Linked DNA regions of Mus musculus: regions 1, 2 and 3 are each linked to region 4. A link is a contact called in public ChIA-PET and HiChIP or PLAC-seq data. All regions are on one chromosome and are shown on one strand. The core of a region is the stretch at or near the end of the contact, and the rest is flanking DNA. Distances in the headings are between cores, read along the strand shown. Region 1 overlaps Wwox (WW domain-containing oxidoreductase). Region 2 has its middle 130 kb from the start of Gm39256. Region 3 overlaps Wwox (WW domain-containing oxidoreductase). Region 4 overlaps Wwox (WW domain-containing oxidoreductase).

Region 1 (3,397 bases), core at 515-3,014, 420 kb after region 4:
ACTCACTCTTTGGATGCCTCGAGCATTCCCTCCAGGCCCGGCTGCTCCTGTATTGGAATAGAACAAAGGAGAGGCACCTCCCCTCCTGGGTGTGAGTAAAGGGGTGTGGGATGGGTGTATCAGTTTTCATACTGATGTCACCTGGCTGCACTGGGGGTTCAAGCATAATTGTGGGGGAAGGGGTGTTCTAAGATGAAACCGTATCTCAGCAGAGCACTGTGCAAGGCTGACATGGTAGAGGTCACATGCCAGACCTCTCCAGGCTTATTTTTTTTCTCCTGCCTCACATTGTTCTGTGCCTAACCAGCACAGCTGAAAGGGAAACTGGGAGGGTATCTGTGGAAAGCCTGTCTGCTACCACAGGGCTAACAAGTGACAACCACTCACTCGATGGTCCCGGCAATCCTCCATGTCATGATTCCAAGTGGGGAACTCTGTGGCACAGAGAAGACAGCGTGTTGAATTCAGCCATTGAAGAGACCCACCGTGTACACATGGGCTTCTCCCAGGCATTGATCTGTCAGTGCATTTATTCTAAACAGATTTTACATATGCTATCGAAAGCTCCAAACTCGGTGCCCAAGTCACGTAAGTCCCTCTATTTGTGTTCAGACAGCAGCGTCGAGAAAGTGAGGGAGATTCAAACCTCAAAGGGACTTCATCTGTGGGTCGCTGCTGCTTCTCCTGGGGTGTCAAGGGACACGGGTGGGTGGCCTCCGGTAGCAGACGGCAGCCACCTGCTATGACTGAAGAGGAACCTCAAGCCTCAGTCTTGTAGCTTTAAGGGACTAAATTCTGCCAACACCTTGAACGAACGTGGCAGTGGATTTCCCTCCAGTGTCCGCAGACAGGAGTGCAGCTCCAGCTGATGCCCCACGGTCTTCCTGAGGTTCAGAGATGATAACACAGCTATAATGGGCCCTTACTTTCGACCTATAGAACTGCAGCCATTGATATGGGCTAGAGTTGCCAAGTGTATGCTGATTTGTTACACAGGGATGGCGCACACACAAACAGAGCAGAAAGCAAGAACTCCAGCTTAAAGAACCCTAAGTAGAACTTCTCTTCTGCCTTTTTTTTTTTTAAATATTTTTATTAGCTTTCACAATCACTGTTCCTATAGAGCATAAAACCCTAATCGCCACAGCTCTGGTTTTTTTTAGTTAGAAAAGGTTGGTTCCAAAACAATACTTATCACTGTTATTTTCCTTGACAGTGGTGATATGCTAGGCAGGCGTGAGTTCAGGCTAGTAGTAGCTAGTGAAATTCCTTTCCCATGCCAAGTGTTAGATAAAATCAGAAATCAACATCCTCATATACCAACAGTATTGAGGATTTAGGCTACAAAAAGAATATGCTTTCTTCTATGTTACTATGTCCAAAGGATCTCTGCAATGGATATTTGTACGTAAAAATATCATCCCACCTCCTATAATCTGTCAAACTACAGAGAGAAGGGAAAAAGGAGTGGATTTGTAAGTTCCTTCTTATACCCAAAGTATACCAGAGAGAGAGAGAGAGAGAGAGAGAGAGAGAGAGAGAGAGAGAGGGAGAGGGAGAGGGAGAGAGAGAGAGAGAGCACCACTCACTCATTTCTGTGAAGCAATGTAACAGCAAACTCCTGAGATCTGAGTTATTTCAGACAAACAGAAAAATGTAGCTTTGGGAGGAAGCTGGGAACTGGCCCTCCTGCATTAGACTGTAAGCCAGGGCATACACTGAGGAAACAGAGAAGGTTGGGTGAGACTTGTGGTCTATGTCTGTTTGCTCCGGGTCTGTGAGATGGGTGGGGTGAGGACCTTCCTGTTTATGTTCACATGACTAAAGCCCTTAGTTAGAACACCCCATCAAGAAACTCATGCCGGAAGTGGGTTTCCCTCGAGGGGAGCAGTTCAAGAAAGAAAAAAAAAAGGGAAAGCTACGTGGAATACACAAAACGCTCACACATGACTAATTGTGCCTTTTGCTGACCACACTGCTCCCAGAGTCCTTGATTCCTGACATATGTGACAAGTGATGCTAGATCCAAGGTGATGCAAGGGTCCTGGTGAGGAAGGGGAAGTGGGTGAAGTCATTTCCACTCATTCATTGTCTGGAGAATGTCTTCCACAGCTGACGACACTGCTCTTGACACCCACCCCACCATTCTGCTGACAGTCGCACTATTCCTAAACATTCCTGGTGATGATCTTTCCCATGACGGGAGGATCTACAGTAGGCTGGGTCTTGGGAGCCGTCAGGAGACTTTTGCTCTATCTCCTGGCTCCTCCTCTACCACTTTCCTTCTCCCATGCTGGGCTCCTGCCAGACTCAACTGTATCTCTTGGCACACACATGCTCAGGGTGGCAGTGTATGATGCCCAGCAGGCTAGTAAACAGATATCACATGGTCCTATGACTTGAGAGGGTACTGTGGGGACTACAGAGGATGCCAACTTGCCTGACTCAGTCTGGAGGAGGAAGAGGAGGAAAAGGAGGAGGAGGAAGAGGAGGAAGAGGAGGAGAAGGAAGAGGAGGAAGAGGCGGAAGGGGAGGAAGAAGAGGAAAAGGAAGAGGAGGAGGAAGAGGAGAAGAGGAAGAGGAGGAAGAAGAGGAGGAAGAAGAAGAAAGACCTGCAGCTAGCTTTGGATAGAACATTCCAGGCAGAGAGATGCACCAATCCATACAAAGACCTGTTAACAAGACTGAATGTTTAGGAATGGGCAGAGTCAGTGTGTAATCTTCTACTTGGAAAAGCAGTCGATGTGGGTGCTGGTCTTGGGATATTCTCTCTTCTATGTCCTCCCCTCTATCAAACCCAGTACCTCACACATGCTAGCCACCAAGATATAGTCCTCGGCCTTCGTCTATTTCTTACTAGGAACAATTTCTTTCTTTCATTTTTATTGTAATCTGTGGCAACATGTAAATGTGCTGCCAACCTTGAACCGTAAGATAGTGCAAAACAATATGTGTATGACACTGGCCCAATTCTTCTGAAACATGAACGGTGGCTATGGTGGGCACCGAGACTCAAGCCCGGGTCAGGCCAGTCTCTCCTGACTCAAATCACCATGGGCTCAGTACTACTTATACTCTTTGTTATAGCTTACAATTATACTCTCCTGCCTGCACGGTTAAGATGGCACCTAAGATAAATGAACCACCTCTAATAAGGGACGAGAGCCTTCCATCACGGAAGGTCCCTGACCATTCCGGAGGCTCTGACCCCACGAGAACTTTGCTCTTCACAAGTCAGGGTTGGTCACCAAATCCTGTTGCCTTCCACTGACCCATACATAGACTTACTGCCTGTGAGCCGTGTGTGACCGACCGGTTACTACCCATCTCCATTTCTCCTTGTTGGGATCCTCTTTCTCTCCAAAGGAGGAGGGGAAAAAATACCATGTTTATCTCC
Region 2 (3,272 bases), core at 204-2,703, 280 kb before region 4:
GCCCTGATAGGGTCTCTCCCATCCTCCCATCCTTTCTACATAGATTTCCTGCCAGGGGACACTGAGCAAAGGGAATGAATGCTCTACCCTTGAGGTTGGAGCAGACAGTGGTCCTGGAGAGGAGGAGAAGAACAAAGAATAATCACTTCCTGGAAGACGGTCTTTTAATTGTTCTCTTAAGAGAAGGCAGGGGCTGCCAGGGGAGGGCCAGTGCACAGTTATTGGGGTGTCCCCTATGGTTCAACCCATTGAGAAGCAGAGGAAATCCCCAGCCTCAGGCAAAGACTACAGCAGGAAAAGTTCTGAGCCTTCTTGGAGCCGATGCCTGGGAGGTAGCTTCAGAACCGTGGGCCTGCCAGGGTGGAGTAGGGGAAGGTTGTTTTCATTCTTCTTTATCTTCATTCCATCTGTGGCAGTTACTTAGCATGGGTGGCTTAGGGTGAGCATCGGGCAAGCGCTCCTGTCCCCATGCACAGACCCCACTAAACTTGCATCCCACATCACTGTAAAATCCTCCTCAGTGAATATTGTAAAGCCTGCCTGGGCTAACCACATAGCTTAAGTGAGGTCATATATGAAACCCTGTAACCAGGATAGGTAGGTAACTAATGAGCCTCCGTTTATCCACTTCCTTCTTTCTCCTCCTTCTTCTCTTCCTCTCTTTCCCATTCTCCTCTTCGTCCTCCTTCATCTCCCCCTTTCTTCCTTCTTCTCCTCTTCCACATCTTCCTACTTTTCCTCCTCCTTATCCTTGGCCTGCCCTCCTCTTCCTCCTCCCCACCTTTCTTCCTCCGCCTCTTCCTCTTTCTCCTTCCCATCTTTCTCTTCTTCCTCCTCCCCATACTCCAATTTGCTCTCTTCCTTCTATTCTTTCTCCTCCTCCTTTTCCTTCCCTACTTCTTTCTTTTCCCTGTCCTTCCCCTCCTCTCCTCCTCCTCCTCCTCATCTTTCTCTTCCTCTCTCATAGCCTCTTCAATTTCCTCCTTCTCTTTCTCTTCTTTCTGTCCTCCTCTCTTTTCTTCTTCCCCTCTCCTCTCCCTCCTCCCCCTCCCCTCCTCCTCCTCCTCCTCCTCCTTCTTCTTCTCTGTTCTTCCCCATCCCTTTCCTTCTCTCTATCCCTATACTCTCTTCTCTCCCATCTTTCCTCTCTCTTCTTTCTCCCCTTCCCCATTCTGCCTATCTTCCCTTTATTATTTCTCAAGTTGCCTTTGCTTCGTGGCTGGGAGACAGGGACACATTAGCTTTGCCATGAACCCTAGGGAACTAAGTGATACAAGGTGCTTTGACCCAAGAGCCCTTCCTGGAGGTGGAAGGTGCCTGGGAACAAGGGGCCCCCCTAGGGACTGGAGGGGAGCTGCACCTGGAGAGTGGGTGAGCCCACATTCAGGGCACCCCATTTTACTCTATGCCCTACTTTCTTCGTGGTCTAACCACATATGTTTCCTTCAATCTCATATTTGAAAAATCTGCCCCTGGTTTTCATACCATTTCCTGCCATCTCTTCGCTGTAATCTCAACTGCCACAATATAAGACCTTAGAAAAAAATTGGCAAGAAAGCTGTCCTGGCTGAGCCAGTTGCCTGTGTCTTTTGATGATCATGGGGCAAGTGGTGTGCCCCTCAGCATGTGCTGCATTGTAAGGACAATGACAGAGATAGCACAATGACCACAGTAGATTCACCGACTCACTGGGCATCCTTCAAAATGTTCTGCATCTCTTATTCCATTCTGCTACCTGAAGAAGAAGAAGAAGCTGGGGGCAGAGAGACACTAGGCAGATCATTCAAACAGGGTTTCAGGGCCAGAATTGAAACCCAGTTGGCTCAAGAACGGGGACACAGAGTAATGAGCAGCCCTAGTGGAACTTGACACTTTTCCTCAGCTAAGCCACAGAGAACAAGAAGGGAGAGGCAAAAGTCATTGCTAAGCTGAAACCCAGCAGCAGCACCTGGGCAATGCAGAACAAATGCAGTTCCCAAGATCTGAGGCACAGTAGCCCAGAAATGCCCTCCTGATAATAATCTCTGGACTTTTTAGAGTAAGCAAACCCTTCACTCTTCCAACCTGGAACAGCCTCAAGTCCTGCTTATCAGATGTCCATACGGAACAAGGACAGCTCATTTCTTTGGACCTGTCCTATCTCCCAGATCTGCAGGCCGTTTTTAAACCTGGCATCTGGCTCCGGGTTTCTAAAGGTGAGGCAGCTCCATAGCCAAGTTTCAGAAATCTACAACTCAGAGCAGCGAGCACCACTCCAGAGTCCCTACACCAGCTCCAGGCCAGGGTTTTCATAATTGGTTTTCAGAACAGCCTGTCCATGATGTGTAATTGTTAGCAGTTGTAAAAAGATAACTCACATTTTTTAAAAGCTTAAAGCTTGCTCTGTGCAGATAAAAACTGTGACAAATTATATTCCGAAATATCATAAAAGTAGAGAGAGACATGTTAATAACCAAAGGTGGCATTTCATTTAGAGGTCAGCCAGAGCTATTAAAGTACTCCGGAATCTCCAGCTTTGGCAGTTGCGATTTGACCAAATCACTTATCTCCTCCGGACCATACCTAAGCATCTCCCTCAGTAAAAAAAAAATAATAATAACAATAATAATAATCCACAGACAGTAATGCGGGAGGTCAGGGAAAGTGGTCGAGAAAAGCAATATGGCCCAAATAAACCCAGCTCCCAGCTAGAATCCGCCAAGGCCACAGTGCTTCAGTACACACTGTATCTCCTCACATTCCACATTAAGGGGTGTGCTCATATGCATGCCCATTAACAACCAAGTTCAGATGTGTGTGTGTGTGTCTGTGCACACACACACACACACACACAGGTGCACATACTTATATGCCGTATGAAGTAGGCAGTTAAAGAATATTCTGGAAACATGGGACAGCTGTACAGAGACAAGCCAACCTAAACTGATATGGGATAGAGAGGATATCTCATTTTCCCAAACTGAAAAAATCTTTTTTCTTCTTAGACAGAAGCAGGGTCAGAAGGAGGTGTCGAGGGTTTTGAAGCAGTAGTTGTAGATAGCATGAATGAGTACTGGGTACTAATTATTTGAAAATCAAATGAGCTGAGCTGTGGACTGGACTCTCATATGGCCAGAATGTAATGGTCCACACAGGTTCATTAGTTTGGTCCCCAGCTTATGGTTGTGTTTTAGAAGGTTATGAATATTTGAAGCAGGAGGAATGCCTAGAAGAAGTGGGTCACTTGAGGGGGATCTTTACGGCTTTTAGGCTAGCCCTGCTTCCTACCTGTG
Region 3 (3,414 bases), core at 513-3,012, 350 kb after region 4:
GAAATGTTTCCTTGAGGGTGTTAGGAGAGCGCAGGCTTGTGACTTCTGAGATGCTCTCCACGGACCTGCTGAGAGTCACCCCCAGAGTTCTGACTTTTGGAGACTCACACTTTAATCCAGGGTTCAAGCAGTATCCAACTCCTGTCTCAGCCTCCCAGAGGAGAGGCTGAAGGTGAACTTGAACCTCCCACCCCGCCCCTCCCCCTCCGTCCAAGGTCTGTTTTTAGAGCTGCGAGTACCTTGGACTCATGGAGGTCCCCCTGATGGATGCCATGACTCAAAGCTTTTTTTTTCTTTTTTTAAATTAATACCTAATACATCTTTACCTCGTGGCCTTGGTGTAAACGAAAATGAAGTCACTGTTTGACAGCTTAACATTCTTACTCTTGTATCTGGAGTGTGTCTTGAGTGGTGGAGTCACCCAACAATGTACTGAATTTAAGAAGGAAACCCAATGTATCCCCCCCCCCCTCAAAAACAAAAACACCCAAAAAATCCTCTTTTTTGATTTTTCCAATGGCCATAAGGTCCCTGCTCTGCCTTGGCCCTGACCACACAGCTCAATCGGAGAAAACCACTGTGTTTCTGGAACCCAGGGCAACTGTCCTTAGAACTAACAGGAGTTTACTCAGTTTGCTAATGAACCGTCATGTGACCTTGAACAGGATCATGTGAGTATGCTCTCTCTCTCTCTCTCTCTCTCTCTCTCACACACACACACACACACACACACACACACACACACACACACACACATTACCTTTCACAAGCTTTGGTTTTCTCATGTACAGAATGACAGGATAATTCCGACCCCACAGATTTGATGGGAGGGTCCTACAAAATGATCTATGGGGACTGTTGGAACCAGGGCCTCCCATCTGCCACGTTGATGCCCTGCCTGAAGTTCCGTGGGTTGGAGCAGGTGACGACAGAAGGCCTCCAGGGGCCTTGGGGCTCTCAGCTGAACCGGCTCTCGGTTCCCAGTCCCTATTCCACTCCCACCGTACCACCCAATAAACAACAAATACGCACATCGGACAGCAGGCTGGTTCTTCAGCCTCAGTCTGTCTACCACTAAAATGGGTTTTCTATTTAGCCCAGGGCTGCTAGAAGCTGATAAAGGACAAGAAGCCTGCTACAGCAGGAAATTAACTCTCCACCACCTCTCCAGAGGAACTCCAGAGTTCTTTTACAGTCCTTTCACTATGGAGGCGGTGAGTAGGAAGAGAGAGGAAACAAAAAAGCTGCCCAGTTCCAGTTCTGATGCACTTTATTGTAACTGGATTCGCTCCAGTGCCCTGCCCCCCTCCTCCCTCCCCCCTCTCCCCTCCAGCCTGCATTGGGGCACCTGGAAAAGTCATGGCCATCCATCTGGTGTCAAGTGGCACCAATCTCTGCATTCTGTGAGAGTCAATTGCAATTAACAGGGCCATTCAGGAAACGGCAGGTACAGCCCAGACAAAGGCAGCCCAGACAGATCTTATCAGAGCCCAAGGCCGGCAGGACTGTCCCTTTCTGAAGCTGCCTGCCTGGGAGAAAACCCTGGAAGAAAGGAAGGAAGGAAGGAAGGAAGGAAGGAAGGAAGGAAGGAAGGAAGGAAGGAAGGAAGATGGGAAAGGACAGTGAGTCATAAGGAGGAGGCAGCGAGATTCAAGAAAAGCAAGCCAGACTCCAGCAAGCTCTTGGGCTCAGACACTGACAAACCCCAGCCACCAGGGGCCTTCAGCAAGTCACTCCACCCTTGCCAGCCAGCTTCAGAGCTGCAGGTGGCCCATCTATTAATAGGGACTACAAACGGCACCTTCCTCATCTTGAAACTGTCTAGAGGAGACATGCTGAGGGCGGTGTTTACTGTAAAGGATCAGGAGAGCTTGAGAGTGGTGGGAGAGCTCTGGAGAGCGAGCGTGCCTGTGTGTGTGTGTGTGTGTGTGTGTGTGTGTGTATTAGCAGAGCAGGTGTCTTGGAGAGAAGCCACATACCACACAGGCACTGGGTGAGCCTGCTGGATGCCACCTGTTCCACCCTGTCCACTTGGGCCACAGGGAATCCTCTGCCCATGCAGAAGAAAAAAAGCTCTAGAAAGCAGCCAGTCTTCCATTTAGGGAATCTGGTGACTAGCCTGCCTGCACCATCAGGGGGAAGGGGCTGATCGCCATAGGGCAACAAGGAGGATCAGGTAGAATCTGGTGGCAGTGGTAGGCACTCAAGGCATGTGATTCACTTTCTGTCAGCCCACATTCCTCGGTACCCTTCAGGGCCAGGGGAGTAAGCTCAAGCCCAGTAGGTACCTAACTAGGGCCAGAGGAAGAATGGGCCCCCGACCAGGCCTTGGCTCTGACTGCGTGAAGCAGTTATCACAGGGTGGCCTGGAGGTTGAAGGCCTTCTGCACCCTTTTCTGTGGAGAGGGTGGGGCATGTCTTCCCCGTTTTACTTTCCAGGCTAAGTGGCCTGTTCTTGTCACCGTCTGTCGTTGGGCACTTATTTTGCAAGGATGCTTTGAATTTCAGAAATATGGAGTTTTTAAAAATCCACCAATTATCATTTTTCGGTGTGTCTTTGTGTGTAAGAATGTTTGTGTGTGTGTGCACAAGTGCCGGTGCATGTGAACGTCTATGCACATGCATGTGGAGGTCAGAGGTCAATCTTTGGTGCTCATTCTCAGGCCATGAGCCTCCTTTTTCTTCTGAGACAGGGTCTCTCGCTGGCTTTTAACTTGTCTAGTAGGCTAGGCTGGCTGCCCATGATCCCTCTGAGCCTCCTATCCGCACCTCCCTATGCTGCCCTTACAGCCACACCACCCTTGGGTTCTGGATGTCAACCACTGTTTCCCCAGTTTCCATTAATCAGAAAGGTTAAAGGGAGTCTCAGAGCAGGAGTAAAGAGGTTCCCTTCCAGTAAGCAAAAGGAGCTGGGGTGATCGGGTGAGGGGTGGGGGAGGTGGGGGTGGGGGGTGGGGAGCAGCCACCACATTTTCTAACAGGAAGAGAAAGAAACCACAGAAGCAAAACATCATTGAATCGGGAGCCTGTTTATTCCAAAGAACAGGAGCAGAGACTATGCCCCAACTGGATGCCTCTATTGTAATCATCAGCTCTCAGTGTCTGATGCTTAAGCATATTGATATATCAGGTTTGGTGACAAGGTATTTCGTGCTGAGGTTTCTGAGGTGTCTAGTGGAGCCAGTGATGTGTAGTAGGAAGTCAACAACCCTTAGCTCCCTCCTCTTGCATTCTGTGTTATCGAAGCTTTCATCTGAGCTGGAGAGCGGCTGATTGTATCAACAGCAACATGGATTTCATTTAATATCTATCTTCTATTGACATGGAACCACCGACTCTTAATAGCAGGGACCTGTTCGAGGCACCTTAAAATTGCAGCTCGAGTGCAGACTTCTCTCCTAGGACCTCAGGGTG
Region 4 (3,119 bases), core at 386-2,885:
TAATGGGCGAGCTAAACATGTGTGTAATGAATCCTATCAGTCACAAACTGATCCTTGCACCCAAGGAAACTAAGAAGAAATCCCTTCTTAAAACACACACACACACACACACACACACACACACAGAGAGAGAGAGAGAGAGAGAGAGAGAGAGAGAGAGAGACAGAGACAGAGAGAGACAGAGAGAGACAGAGAGAGAGAGAGAGAGAGAGAGAGAGAGAACCTGAAAAGGAAGTTATTTGAATTATGCACTCCTTTAAGGAGAAAATGCTATCCCACAAGTGGAGACGTCCACACTGAAAAACAGACGTTGTTCTATCCGAGATTTTCAGTGAGCTGCTCTATCAAATGAGTAAGAGCATTCTTAGGTGGGCACCACTGAGTCAGGCACTAGAAGGTACCTTTCAGGTACTCCTTTGCAAAGGTCAAACATTTCCAGATTGTGCTATGACCTTTTGCCGGGTCATCTCAGGTTCCAGAAGCCAAGATCCTAGATTCCCACAACTCCTGATGTCTTCCCTCATGAAGATAGACCTACAGTGGGGAACAAAGAACTGTGCTCCTGAACCTATGGAAGAGCACAAATGTGATTCCAGACAGAAGCCTACTACTGAGGCCACAGTGAGCGTACAAATCAGTGTGTGCCTGAAAGCAGGAGATGAGGGGTTGAATGGGATTCGACGAGTTCTGCCATTGTTTTGTTATAGTGGGAGAAAATTCAAGTTCGAGGGCAGCATATTACAGAAATGATAAGCTGACATTTGGCACAACCAAATAAGACCTTAGGGAGCTCTTAGTGTATAACTGGGAACAATCCACAGCCCGTTCAAGACTTTCAGAGCAAGCAGTGGCCAGGACTCCTGAATCCTGAGGTCCACTGATGCACACGCCCCAGAACTTTGGTACTTGGTGGCTCCCTGCTCCACTATACTCTGCCTCTGCCTCTGTTTGCAGCAACTTCCCACAGAAAAGGTTCCTTCGCACAGCCTCTAGAGTGAGCTTCTAGTTTTTAGCACAGACTTCTGAATGGTTGAGAGCACTTCTCATTCCCAGACATGATTTTTTTATTTGTTTTCTCCTTTCCCAACTAAAAGAAAGTGCATTCCCCAAACCTCCACCCTGCCTCAAGGGTTTTGTCTAGCTGTTCCTTACTGAATATGATCTTGAATAAACACATATTAATGATCGAAGGGATGGGTGGGTGGATGGATGGATGATAGATGGATGGATGGATGGATGGATGGATGGATGGATGATGGATGGATGGATGGATGGTTGGGCTAGATGACCATGAACTGTGGTGTATGCCTCTAGACACCTGTGTACTATTTTATAGCAGAGAGAGAGAGAGAGAGAGAGAGAGAGAGAGAGAGAGAGAGGGAGGAATGTGTAAGGACAGCCTCCCATGAGGCTAGACTCATACCCTGACCCTGGCCCACTCAGACCCACCAAGTTAAGAAATAGCTCTTGATGTGCCTTCCAGTAACATTAATTGTTGGTCATAAAACTTCAAAGCAACAGATATTTATAGCTTGATTAGAGCCCTCTTTTTCCACAGACCCTCACCACAGCACTTTCCAGCTCAGTTCCCATGAGTGTACTGAAAACAGCCTCCTGCCCACTTCCTGTCGAAGCCAGTTCCTTAACCGCCCAGGTCCTGAGGCTGGCTGCCCCCTCCCTTTTGTTCCAGCGTGCAGTCTTTCGGTTTCTCTTGGGTTTTCTCGGTTGGTTTCTTACTTTTTTTAAAAATTTCTTCACTCCTTTTCTCAGGCACCCAGATCCCCTGCTGAACCACCCCCAGAGTCGGCATGTCAACAGGGGCCATCCAGTGAGTGCACGATGGTGCCCTTCTCAAAACAGCCTTCCAGGGGAAAACATGCTTTTTCTGTGAAGTTTCTCAGGGTCCTCCAGACTAAAATGGATAATGGGTTCACTCTTCCTGGAAGCTTGAGAGACCGGAAAAATACTGAGCTAGTGCGACAATTCAAAGATCCTAGCCAGAGGCAACCCCTAGTTTGAGTATAGAAAGGTGGAGTCCTACCATCGAGTGAGTGTGCTTGTGTGCCCTACCTTGCGTGTGTGTGAACTTCCAATGTCATTCTTTAGGCACTCATATATTCATGCTGTTTGGGAGTTTATTTTGTTGGGGGTGGGAGTGGGGGCTTTGTTTTGAGGCTGGGTCTCTCACTGAGTCCTGGGGCTCTTCAATTCTTCTATGCTAACCCACAAGCTCCAAGGATCCATTGGCCTCCACCTCCTCAACTTGGGACCATAAGCATCTGTCACCATCCCTGGCATTTTTTTTAAAAGCATGGGTCCTGAGATCAAATGCAGGTCTCCATGCTTACAAGGCATACTCTACAGATAGGGAAAGGGTCAGAAGCTAGAGAGATGGCTGGCTCAGAAGTTAAAAGTGCACACTGCTCTTGCAGAGGACCTGAGTTCGGCTCCCAGCAGCCACTGCAGGCAGCTCACAACCACCTGTAACTCCAGCTCCGGGAGTTCCATTGTCTCTGGCCTCTGAGAACACCTGTGCACACGTGCCTATCTCCCATAGGCATACATGTTGTTAGAAATAAAACAATTTAAGGTTAATAAGTCTGCTAGGCAGCTAGAACATGACAGAGACATCTCCTGTCTTCACCTTCCAGATGACTTCCTGAAAACGCGATTTTTGTGTGCACCTTGTACATTGAATTTTAGAAGGGTATGGGGGTGCCAAGCTAATTGGACTTGATCCCCTGGCTGATAGTGGTTATGTTCAGGATATGTTGAGTTCATCATGCTCGCTCCCCAAGTTTAGCATTAGGAAGAAAAGTAAACTGAAAAGCTACACAACACAGGGTCTCCTTTGAAGGGGGAAGGTAAACTGTGTGCCCATTCAGCTTTAAAAGGGAGCCTCATGGGCCTTCATTGCTGTCACTGTTCATTGGGGGGATTGTGGTGAATTCTCTTTGAATGTTGGGAGTTCAGCAGAGGGTAATCTCAGCAGCCCACAAGAGATACTAATTGTGGTGATTAATAAGTATTGTGTGGTTCTAAACATGGGCCACATGTTAGAGAAGTGATATACCCACAATTGGAGGACCCTCTCTGTAGATATTATCATCTGAGAAAAA

The links. ChIA-PET counts read pairs in DNA pulled down with a chosen protein or histone mark. HiChIP or PLAC-seq counts read pairs in DNA pulled down with a chosen protein or histone mark.
Region 1: an H3K4me3 HiChIP or PLAC-seq map of the 230-238 cell line shows a contact between it and region 4, with 3 times the contacts expected there. The contact joins two enhancer-like sites. A contact is called at or near these places in 2 of 484 Hi-C or Micro-C datasets (CD8 T cells and pre-pro-B cells) and 2 of 115 datasets of contacts at active chromatin or transcription factors (the 230-238 cell line and memory CD8 T cells).
Region 2: an H3K27ac HiChIP or PLAC-seq map of DN3 thymocytes shows a contact between it and region 4, with 5 times the contacts expected there. The contact joins two enhancer-like sites. A contact is called at or near these places in 1 of 484 Hi-C or Micro-C datasets (bone marrow-derived macrophages) and 3 of 115 datasets of contacts at active chromatin or transcription factors (DN3 thymocytes, bone marrow-derived macrophages and regulatory T cells).
Region 3: an RNA polymerase II ChIA-PET map of memory CD8 T cells shows a contact between it and region 4, with 18 read pairs. The contact joins two enhancer-like sites. A contact is called at or near these places in 1 of 484 Hi-C or Micro-C datasets (CD4 T cells) and 2 of 115 datasets of contacts at active chromatin or transcription factors (embryonic basal ganglia and memory CD8 T cells).

The regions. Positions count from the first base shown.
Region 1 is chr8:114,813,923-114,817,319 of GRCm38.p6, reverse strand. All of the region lies in intron 8 of Wwox (WW domain-containing oxidoreductase), which reads right to left. Among named protein-coding and RNA genes, the nearest start is that of Gm16118, 110 kb to the right of the region's middle. Within about 2 kb of position 1,764, at least 88 of the 459 cell types and tissues checked have an H3K27ac peak or open chromatin away from gene starts, as enhancers often do. A contact at or near this core is called in the 230-238 cell line, CD8 T cells and memory CD8 T cells, where this site is marked.
Region 2 is chr8:115,512,827-115,516,098 of GRCm38.p6, reverse strand. No RefSeq gene overlaps it. Among named protein-coding and RNA genes, the nearest start is that of Gm39256, 130 kb to the left of the region's middle. Within about 2 kb of position 1,453, at least 18 of the 459 cell types and tissues checked have an H3K27ac peak or open chromatin away from gene starts, as enhancers often do. A contact at or near this core is called in DN3 thymocytes and regulatory T cells, where this site is marked.
Region 3 is chr8:114,880,654-114,884,067 of GRCm38.p6, reverse strand. All of the region lies in intron 8 of Wwox (WW domain-containing oxidoreductase), which reads right to left. Among named protein-coding and RNA genes, the nearest start is that of Gm39257, 79 kb to the left of the region's middle. Within about 2 kb of position 1,762, at least 79 of the 459 cell types and tissues checked have an H3K27ac peak or open chromatin away from gene starts, as enhancers often do. A contact at or near this core is called in memory CD8 T cells, where this site is marked.
Region 4 is chr8:115,232,782-115,235,900 of GRCm38.p6, reverse strand. The region is part of intron 8 of Wwox (WW domain-containing oxidoreductase); the gene reads right to left. Among named protein-coding and RNA genes, the nearest start is that of Gm39257, 270 kb to the right of the region's middle. Within about 2 kb of position 1,635, at least 74 of the 459 cell types and tissues checked have an H3K27ac peak or open chromatin away from gene starts, as enhancers often do. A contact at or near this core is called in the 230-238 cell line, CD8 T cells, DN3 thymocytes and 2 more, where this site is marked.